Regions from separate parts of the Sus scrofa genome. Here region 2 is linked to region 1. A link is a contact called in public Hi-C data. All regions are on one chromosome and are shown on one strand. The core of a region is the stretch at or near the end of the contact, and the rest is flanking DNA. Distances in the headings are between cores, read along the strand shown. Region 1 holds the start of CABIN1 (calcineurin-binding protein cabin-1). Region 2 holds the start of SERPIND1 (heparin cofactor 2).

Evidence for each region. A called contact is a pair of places that touch in the nucleus more often than the background predicts.
Region 2: a contact with region 1 is called in a Hi-C map of liver, with 13 times the contacts expected there. The contact joins the promoter of SERPIND1 here to the promoter of CABIN1 in region 1. A contact is called at or near these places in 1 of 5 promoter capture datasets (fetal liver) and 1 of 47 Hi-C or Micro-C datasets (liver).

Annotation. Positions count from the first base shown.
Region 1 is chr14:49,785,411-49,790,122 of Sscrofa11.1, reverse strand. CABIN1 (calcineurin-binding protein cabin-1) reads left to right here and starts at 2,400. Exons shown (of 37, transcript XM_013983138.2): 1 at 2,400-2,513.
Region 2 is chr14:50,424,920-50,429,631 of Sscrofa11.1, reverse strand. It overlaps SERPIND1 (heparin cofactor 2), which reads right to left and starts at 2,511. Exons shown (of 5, transcript XM_001929566.5): 1 at 2,423-2,511. All of the region lies in intron 19 of PI4KA (phosphatidylinositol 4-kinase alpha), which reads left to right.

The DNA of each region.
Region 1 (4,712 bases), core at 1,151-3,650:
TGGCAAACCCGGAAATGGCTGTCTTTAGAAACAGAATGAGTAAGATCCCACCCCCTTATCTAAAGACCAAATCCTGCTTTGGCATTTCAGAGGATATACAGGTGGGGTGGGGGAAGCCTCAAAGAAGCCTCCTCAGTTTCCTTGCAGGTTTGGTTTTTTTTTTTTTGGTCTTTTTAGGGCTGTATCTGTTGCATATGGAAGTTCCCAGACTAGGGGTCAAATTGGAGCTGTAGTTGTCTGCCTATATCATAGCCATAGCACCTCAGGATCTCAGCTGCATCTGCGACCTATGCTGCAGCTCACAATAACGCCAGATCCTTAACCAAGTGGGGCCAAGGAATGAACCCACATCCCTCATGGATACTAGTCCAGTTGGTTTCCAACGAACCACAACGGAAATTCCATCAGTTTTCTTCCAGATGTTTGATGCTGAGTTTAAATCTCAGACATTTGTGGGCACTATGTTTCCCTACACAGTTAAAGCTTTCATCATCCTGTGCACCAATGAAATACCAAACAGATTTTTAGTCTATGCAGTCCAGGTGCATTTCCAAAGGAATGCACCTGTGCCTGGTCTTTGTACCTAACCAATGCCAAGTTCCTGCCCCTTGCTTCCCTTCCTGTTTCTGCACTTTTTCCTGCCAACATGAATGTCCCGCTTCTCAAAGGGACATGGGGAATGTTTGTGGGTTGAATGTAAATGAATGGTTGAAGTGCCCAAGGAGGGATTCAGGCCTAACCCTTGCCAGGGCCAGTCTGGTCTTCCCACCTCAATCTTTCATCACTGTAGTGACTGGCCCCTCCACCAGCTTGGCAGTATCTCTCCCCACTGTGCTCCTGAGCTTTGCTGCTTAACACCAGACTGCATGATGTTCCTGCATGGCCTGCACTCTTAACTCTAAACCCTTGCCACACAGCTTCCTGCTGCTTGGACCACCTTTATCTCTTTTTTTCTTTTTAAATTAAATTTTTTTTTTTTCTTTTTAGGGCTGCACTCACAGCATATGGAGGTTCCCGGGCTAGGGGTCCAGTTGGCGCCACAGCCACAGCCACCCAAGACCCAAGCTGTGTCTGTGACCTATACCTCAACTCACGGCAATGCCAGATCCTTAACTCACTGAGCAAGGCCAGGGATCGAACCCACAACCTCATGGTTCCTAGTTGGACTCGTTTCCGCTGCACCACAACGGGAACTCCCGCATCTTTTTTTCAATTGTTTTACTTCAGAGCATCTTTCAGGGGGTGGGAGCTGCGTCCAAGGCTGCAAGTCATTCATGAAACTTCTAAACCATCTGCTTACTCTCTATTTACAGCTCCCCACCCCTGCCCAGGTTACACTCCTTTCAAAATCAAGCTTGGTGACTCAATTATTTTTGTACCTCCTGGCATATCATTAAAGCTTTACTGTACTGAATTGAGTTCTTCAGCATGATTTTACCGTCTTTAAACAAAGTCAAAGAGAAAGGGCGTAAGATTCATCCTTCTTTTTTTGGCCAGGCTCACAGCTTGTGGAAGTTCTCTGGATCAGGGATTAAACCCAAGCCACAGCAGTGACAAGGTCAGATTCTTCTTCTTCTTCTTTTTTTTTTTTTTTTTGTCTTTTTGCCATTTCTTGGGCCGCTCCTGCGGCATATGGAGGTTCCCAGGCTAGGGGTCGAATCAGAGCTGTAGCTGCCAGCCTACGCCAGAGCCACAGCAATGCGGGATTCGAGCCGCGTCTGCAGCCTACACCACAGCTCATGGCAACGCCGGATCGTTAACCCAGTGAGCAAGGGCAGGGATCGAACCCGCAACGTCATGGTTCCTAGTCGGATTCGTTAACCACTGCGCCACGACGGGAACTCCAGACAAGGTCAGATTCTTAAACCGCTGAGCCACCAGGGAACTCCTAACATTCATTCTTATTTAAATCATACTTCCTGGACTCATGCACCTATAAATCTGAACCAGGGAAGCCCTTCCCTAAAATGCTTAGCTCCCAAGAGCGTAACATCTCAGTCCCAGCCGGTTGTCAGAAACCCTCTTCCAGGCTCTTAAATTCTGTTGTTCCCTCCCCCGCCCGTTCACCTCCCAACAGACTACCCGCCCTCCGCTCCCCGCCCCCAGTACTCTCTGCTTCAATAGTTCGTTGTATCTGTGGTTTTTAGGCTTCAAATCCTTTTCGGAAAAAGGTGAGCCACGGGCATAGGAATGAGAATATTGTTACTCCCTTGGTCCCCTCCAAGTGTCCCCAGGTTTCCACCTTCCGAGCACCTGTCGCAGTTGGAACACTGCTGCCGATTACTTAGCAGGTGTCACCAACCGCGCTGCAGATTACCGCCAAGAGGCCCTCAAGGTCCCCGCGCGCTGGCTCTCGGGAAGGCGCGTGCGGGCTCGCCGATTGGCTGGCGGAGCCGGCTCCCGAGCCAATGGGAGCGCTCCTTGTTGTCAGGCGCGCAGTCCTTCCGACGGGCGCGGGGGTCCGGCGGACGGCCTGTTGCCGTGGAGACGACTCGTGAGTTCGCGTACTGCAGGTTTGGGGAGGCCCCGGGCTGGGGTGAGGCTTGGAGGTGTGGTGCTGAGGAGCGGCTGGCTGGGGGCTGCTCACGGAAAAACCCAGGCTGGGAGCCCGAGCGGCCGAGCCAGGCCCCACTGCCGCGCGAACCTCTTGGCGGCTCCCGCTCCGCTTGGGGCCTGGGGCGGGGGTCTCAGGAACGCTGTGGGGGTCTCAACAACTCAGCCGTCCCGTCTGCGGTCGCGGAACAGGGCCCCGCACCCACCCTTGCTGCGTGTCCTTCCACTTAACCTTCGCGGCGGCGCTGCGCGGCGGGCACCAGGTGGGCGCCCCTCGCGGGATGGGGACTGAGGCCGAGAGGTGGTGCGGCCGCTTGTCCCAAGTCCCCAGCTTCCCGGCAGGCTAGCCGACTCCAGACTAAAAGCCTGGACCCACTGCCGTCCCGGAGGAGGCCAGGTGGAGCTTTCTGACGTCGGCAGGTGTCTGCACAGGCGGCTTTAGGGGTTCCTTCACCCCTTGGTGAAGGGCCTACTGTGTATGCGGACCAAGCGGCTGGGGTTCTTTCTGTGTGGTACATAACCGTGGTTAGGACCCATGTGTCCTCAGAGACGTCTGGTTCAGGGGTCAGCAAACTTCGGTTCTAAATAGAGTAGTTTATATGATACTATTCCTTGTGACAATAATGAGTGTAATTGTGCTTATAATGAGGAGGGGGCATAGTTTTCTTAGCTCTGTTGCTGTATTGTGGACACAGCCAACGACAGTTCGTAAAGTTGTTTCAAGAAAATTTCATTTAGGGACACTGAAGTTGCAATTTTATGTTGTCAGTAATTTTCATGTGTCATGAACTTTTCAACCATTTAAAAATGTAAAAAGTGGGAGTTCTTGCCATTGTACTGTGGGTTGTGCTGCCCACCCTAGCGTCTTGGGTTGCTTCTGAGGCAGGGGTTCAATCCCCAGCAGTGGGTTAAAAAGATCGAGCTTTGCGGCAGCTGCAGGGTAGGTAGGTTGCAGCTGTGGCTCAGATTCAATCCCTGGCCTGGGAGCTTCCATATGCCATGGGTATGGCCATTAAAAAAAAAAGAAAAAGAAAAAGCCATTCTTTGCTCTTGAGCTGTACAGAAACTGTGGGCTTGGTAGCTTGTGGATCCCAAGTCTAGCCCAAAGCCTCATACAGTGGAGGGAAATGACCTAGAGACCGGCATCTGATGCCATGTCAGTCACACGGCCCAGGCTTCCCCATTCCCAGGCCAGAGCCTGCTAAGAAACATCACCCCTTATCACTGGATCTGGGTGAGGTGCTCAGGGTGTGCTGTTGTCATGTGTTCTGAGGGCCATGAAAACTGTACCATAAAGATTTTGGAAACTCATGAGGTTTAAGTCCTGAATGTGCCTTTTTGGTTTTTTAAAATTTTATGGTCCCACCTGTGGCATAATGGAAGTTCCCCAGGCCAGGGGTTGCATCACAGCCACAGCTTTGACCTGTGCCACAGCTGTAGCAAAGGGGGATCCTTTAACCCACTGCGCCCCGCTGGGGATAGAACTGGAGCATCCACAGCACTCCACCAGTTACTTAGTCTTTACTAAACTTCTAAACTTTTTGGCCTTGCTGAGTTTTTCGTTTGTTTGTTTGTTTGTTTTGCTTTTTTAGGGCCCAACCGGCAGCATATGGAAGTTCCCAGGCTAGGGGTTGAATCAGAGCTTCAGCTGCCGGCCTACGCCACAGCAATGCAGATCTGAGCTGAGTCTTCTATTTAGACCGCAACTCATGGCAATGCCAGATCTTTAACCTGCTGACTGAGGCCAGGGATCCAACCTGCATCCTCTTGGACACTACGTTGGGTTCTTAGCCTGCTGAGCCACAGTGGGAACTCCCAGCATCATGTTTTTGTGGTTCATCTGTGTTTTCATTAGTTCATTCCATTTTATGGCTGATTGATATTCCATTGTATGGCTGGACCACATTTTGTTTATCCAGAAATTAGTTGATGGCCATTTGGGTTGTTTCTTCTCTTTGGTTATTATGAATAATGTAGCTGTGAACATTCCCTCATGGATTTTGCAGCTGCAATGTTACTTCATTGTATGGAGGTGCCATAGTTTATTTATTCATATCCTGGACTATCTGTGGCCATTTAGGTGGTTTTCAAGATCTTGCAATGGCAAACAGTGCTGGAACCCTGTGCATATGTATTTTTACATGGTTGGAGATGCATCT
Region 2 (4,712 bases), core at 1,262-3,761, 640 kb before region 1:
TGGACTACCAGATGGCCTTGTCCTTCTCTTCTGTCTTTCTGGGTGTGAATTTTGTCCTTGGAAAGGAGCTATTAATTCGGTACTTCTGTGTTTCTCCAGGAGAGTGACAGTAGATGTTTATGCTGTTGTTTAATTGTACAGGATCCCATCACCCCTTCTGATCCCGCTAGAAAGAGTAGAGTGTCTTGTCAAGTTTGTTAGGTCCCAGCATTTACAGGTCAGGATCCGGAGCCTGCCTGTGCTGTGCAGTGGCTACATTGGAACCAGGGCAGAAGAGCACCTCCCCTCCCCATCCCCCATGTGGAGGCTCTGCCTGTCTGCCTGGAGTTCCAGCTCTGTGTCCCCGCCCAGTCCCCTCTATCCACTGCAGCACTGCTAACACAAGTCACCTCACTTGCTCTCCTGGAGAGGGACTCTCACGTGGCTTCTGACTGAAACCTCTGTTGCTTTTCCTACCCCATGCACCCCACACCTCCCCCAGCACATAGCTGAGGCCCCAGTGCTACACGTAGCCTGGGTGCAGGGACAACTTCTATCGAGTGACTGCCATAGAACCCATGGCAGGGTGCTTTAAAAAGTTAGAAAAGGGAATTCCTGTCATGGTTCAGTGGAAATGAATCTGACTAGTAACCGCGAGGATGCAGGTTTGATCCTTGGCCTCGTTCAGTGGGTTAAAGATCCCACATTGTCATGAGCTGTGGTGTAGGTCACACACTTGGCTTCGATCTGGCATTGCTGTGGCTGTGGTGTAGGCCAAGGGCTACGTCTCTGATTCGAACCGTAGCCTGGGAGCCTCCATATGCCGCAGGTATGGCCCTAAAAAGACAAAAAAAAAAAAAAAAATAGAAGGAAGTAAGCAGTTTGGTGGAAGTCTCCTTGCTAGGCTGCACTTGAAAATATTCTTCTGAGGTGAGAATAAGGTTTTAAAAAACCCAGCTGGGGAGTTCCGGTTGTGGCTCAGCGGAAACGAATCTGACTAGCCTCCATGAGGACAAGGGCTTGATCCCTGGCCTCGCTCAGTGGGTTAAGGATCCGGCGTTGCCGTGAGCTATGGTATAGGTCTCAGACGTGGCTTGGATCTGGCTTTGCTGTGGCTCTGGTGTAGGCCAGCAGCTACAGCTCTGATTCAACCCCTAGCCTGGGAACCTCCATGTGCCACAGGTGTGGCCCTAAAAAGCAAAAAAAAAAAAAAAAAAAAAAAAGTGGAATAAATAAGAGTTAAGAAAAAGGAATCTGAGACCGAATAGGGAGGCAGAGGTGAAAACAGTCATATTTTCCCCCATATTCAGATAGTACATGTGGAAGCTTCTTGTACCCTGTTTCTGGCTAAGGTGATGAAAAGCCCAAAATAGGTTTCATTGTTTCATTATTCTCTCATATTTTCTGTGGATAAAAATTAGAAATCAGAAAAGTAAATCTTTTTGTTGCTTTGCCGGTTAGTATAATAAATAGGATACTTTTTTTTTTTTTTTTGTAGTTTTGCTCTTTTTCTTTTTCTTTTTTTTCTTTTTTTGTCTTTTTTTGTCTTTTTGCTATTTCTTTGGGCCACTCCGCGGCATATGGAGGTTCCCAGGCTAGAGGTCTAATCGGAACTGTAGCCACCGGCCTACGCCAGAGCCACAGCAACGCAGGATCCAAACCGTGTCTGCAACCTACACCACAGCTCACGGCAACGCCAGATCATTAACCCACTGAGCAAGGGCAGGGACCGAACCCGCAACCTCATGGTTCCTAGTCAGATTCATTAACCATTGAGCCACGACGGGAACTCCAACAAATAGGATACTTTAAAATTATCACTAGCTTGTGTTTAAATCCAGATTACTGTCTTTGCAGAGAAGCAATCTTTTTTAAAGGTAGATCATTCAAAAAATTGTTTTTCTGGTCATTTCCTGTAGTGCCTTCTCATGCTAGTTGCGTGGAGTGGGGTGGACATCTTAGTCCCACCTCAGAGCGTTTGCCCAGCCATCCACACCTCCGGGCACAGAGCAGGTATAACAGAAGGAGCTGCCTGGGGTTGTGAACACTTTTTATGAAATAACTGCAGATTCACAGGAGAGTTGAAAGCACAGCTTACAGAACAGCCCTGTATCTTTCTGCAGACTCACCAGGTCTCTGTACACACATATGTATATGTGCCTATGTGACACGCACACATTATTTTTCTGAACCATATGAGATGACCCAGAACCCAGATATCCTCCCACTTCACCTGCTTCCCAACTTGCCACTCTAACTAGTGCAGTCCCCTCTTCCAGCCTGTCAGCTCCCCACTGGGCAGATGGAAAACAAGACATTTCCCCACAAAGATAGTGCAGAGAGCATTTGAATGTGTGTATGATGGAGAAACACACCAGTTGCCCATCTCTAACTACCACAAATAAGAATCCGTATTCGACAAAAAATGTTAGAAAACACTCACCTCTGTGCTGCTGAGAAGGGGCTTTGCAGGGACAGAATCGGCCAAGGCCACCAGTGTGAACTTTGGTGCTGGGCTGCTCTTGCATTTTCCAAAGTAAATACGTCCCAGATCAAACAGAGCTCGATCAGCTTCGTCAGCACAAAGCCCTCTCTTCGCCTTTGGGCACCGCTGGGTGACTTGCGGAGGCGTGACCATCTTTGTGGATGCACTCATGGGGCAGCCAGGACATTTCAGCTCTGGGCTGGGTTGCATTGGGGTGGCAGCTCTAATGCTCCCATGCAAGTGGAGACCACTCAGGGTCCCTTGAACCACAAGTTCTTCCTCTAAGCAATCACAGCTCTCGACTTGGAACCTGGCAGATGTCCCCAGCCTCCCATGAGCCCGGCCCTTCAGAGACAGTGGAGGGGAAGTTGCGGTAGAGACCCTGGCCCAGGCCTGCCTGCAGTCAAGGGTCGTTGCATCTCTGTTGGGATGTGCCGCCTAGCTCTCCTGTCTGTCATGTAGTCCTAGGGTCCACTTAGGTATTCCCAGGGGCCAGGGATTGTTTTATTTTTAGTTTGTGTTTTTAAATTGGTGATTTAAACGCTGCTGTAAGAATATTCTGGATGGTCAGAGTTCCTGTTGGGGTGCAGCGGAAATAAATCTGACTAGTAACCATGAGGTTGCAGGTTCAAACCCTGGCCTCACTCAGTGGGTCAAGTATCAGGTGTTGCCATGAGGTGTGGTGTAGGATATTGCGTGGCTGTGGTGTAGGCCAGCAGCTATAGCTCTGATTCAACCCCTAGCCTGGGAACCTCCATACTATGAGTTGAGCCCTAAAAAGTACAAAAAAAAATACATATATCCTGGATTGTCAAGAAGACCCCGTGTCACAGAGTTGCTCCCCACTTCTGTCCCTGAGAGTTTGGCATGTTGTCCCTAGATACCTTCTAATATGACAGGGAGGAGTTCGCTTTGTGGCATAGTCAGTTAAGAATCTGACTGCAGGAGTTCCCGTCGTGGCGCAGTGGTTAACGAATCCAACTAGGAACCATGAGGTTGCGGGTTCAACCCCTGGCCTTGCTCAGTGGGTTAAGGATCCGGTGTTGCTGTGAGCTGTGGTATAGGTTGCAGACGCGGCTTGGATACCCTGTTGCTGTGGCTCTGGCGTAGGCCGGCGGCTACAACTCTGATTCGACCCCTAGCCTGGAAACCGCCATATGCTGAGGGAGCGGCCCAAGAAATGGCAAAAAGACAAAAAGAATCCGACTGCAGTGGCTCAAGTTGCTATGGAGGTGCAGGTTCAATCCCTGGCCGGGGAACTTCTGTATGGCATGGGGAAAAAAAAACAAAATAAAATGAGAGTAGGACTCTGGGGGTCTGCAGGGGGGGCAAGGGGTCTGGAGGATTCTGGTGGGTCAAGGGCAGTTGTGTTCAGGACATGGAAAGTGTGGTTATTTGGGGCTGCTCAGAGGCACTCGGCCTGCATTGCTATCCACTCCTGGCTGGCCAGTGTCCATCTGCCCTGCTGCCCTCCTCCCTGCATGGCGGGCCCGGGCACTGGCCAAGGAGTAGCTTTCTTCAGGCCCACACTCTCCCTCTCGCCCCGGAATGAGGGCGGTGGTCAAACCCGCTATGGAAGGTAGCTGTGAAGATTGACATGACCGTGGATACTAGTTGGGTTCTTAACCCACTGAGCCACAATGGGAACTCCATTGTTTCCTAGATTTCTGTATTGGATATGCATCCAGATTTCTGATCCTATCACCCACTGTTGAAAACACTGAGTTTCACTCCTTGGTAACACTCCTGGCATGTTTGGATCTGACACCTGTCAAAAGTGTGTGGTTTTGGTCTTCCTCTAAAGCTGTACCTTCTGTCACACACAAGTCAGTGTTTTCTCTCCACTTCAAAGGTGTGCCTCAGTTAGGTATGGTTTCCAGCTTTTTATTATGACATTTAAAAATGTACAGAGTAGTTAGAAGAATTGAATGATGGACGTCCATTTCCCAGGCACCTGGATGGAAGGCTAACTGTTGTGACTCTTCTGCTTGTTTCCATGTGCATGGATGCATGCGTGTCTGTGTGTACCCACATGCTAGGGTGGCTCATGAGGTCATGAGGGCGAGTCAGGAGGGTGCGGCAGCGCTGCAGCCCTGGGCACCAGAGCGCGTCTGCAGAGGCTTCACCTGCTGCCACGCTTGGGAGAACCATGGGCCACCCCTTGCCTCTAGGCATCCAGTCTCAGGCAGCTTGCTCCCCGACTTCTTCCATGTGTCCAGGCAAGTTCACTGGCACTTTACCTCTTTTA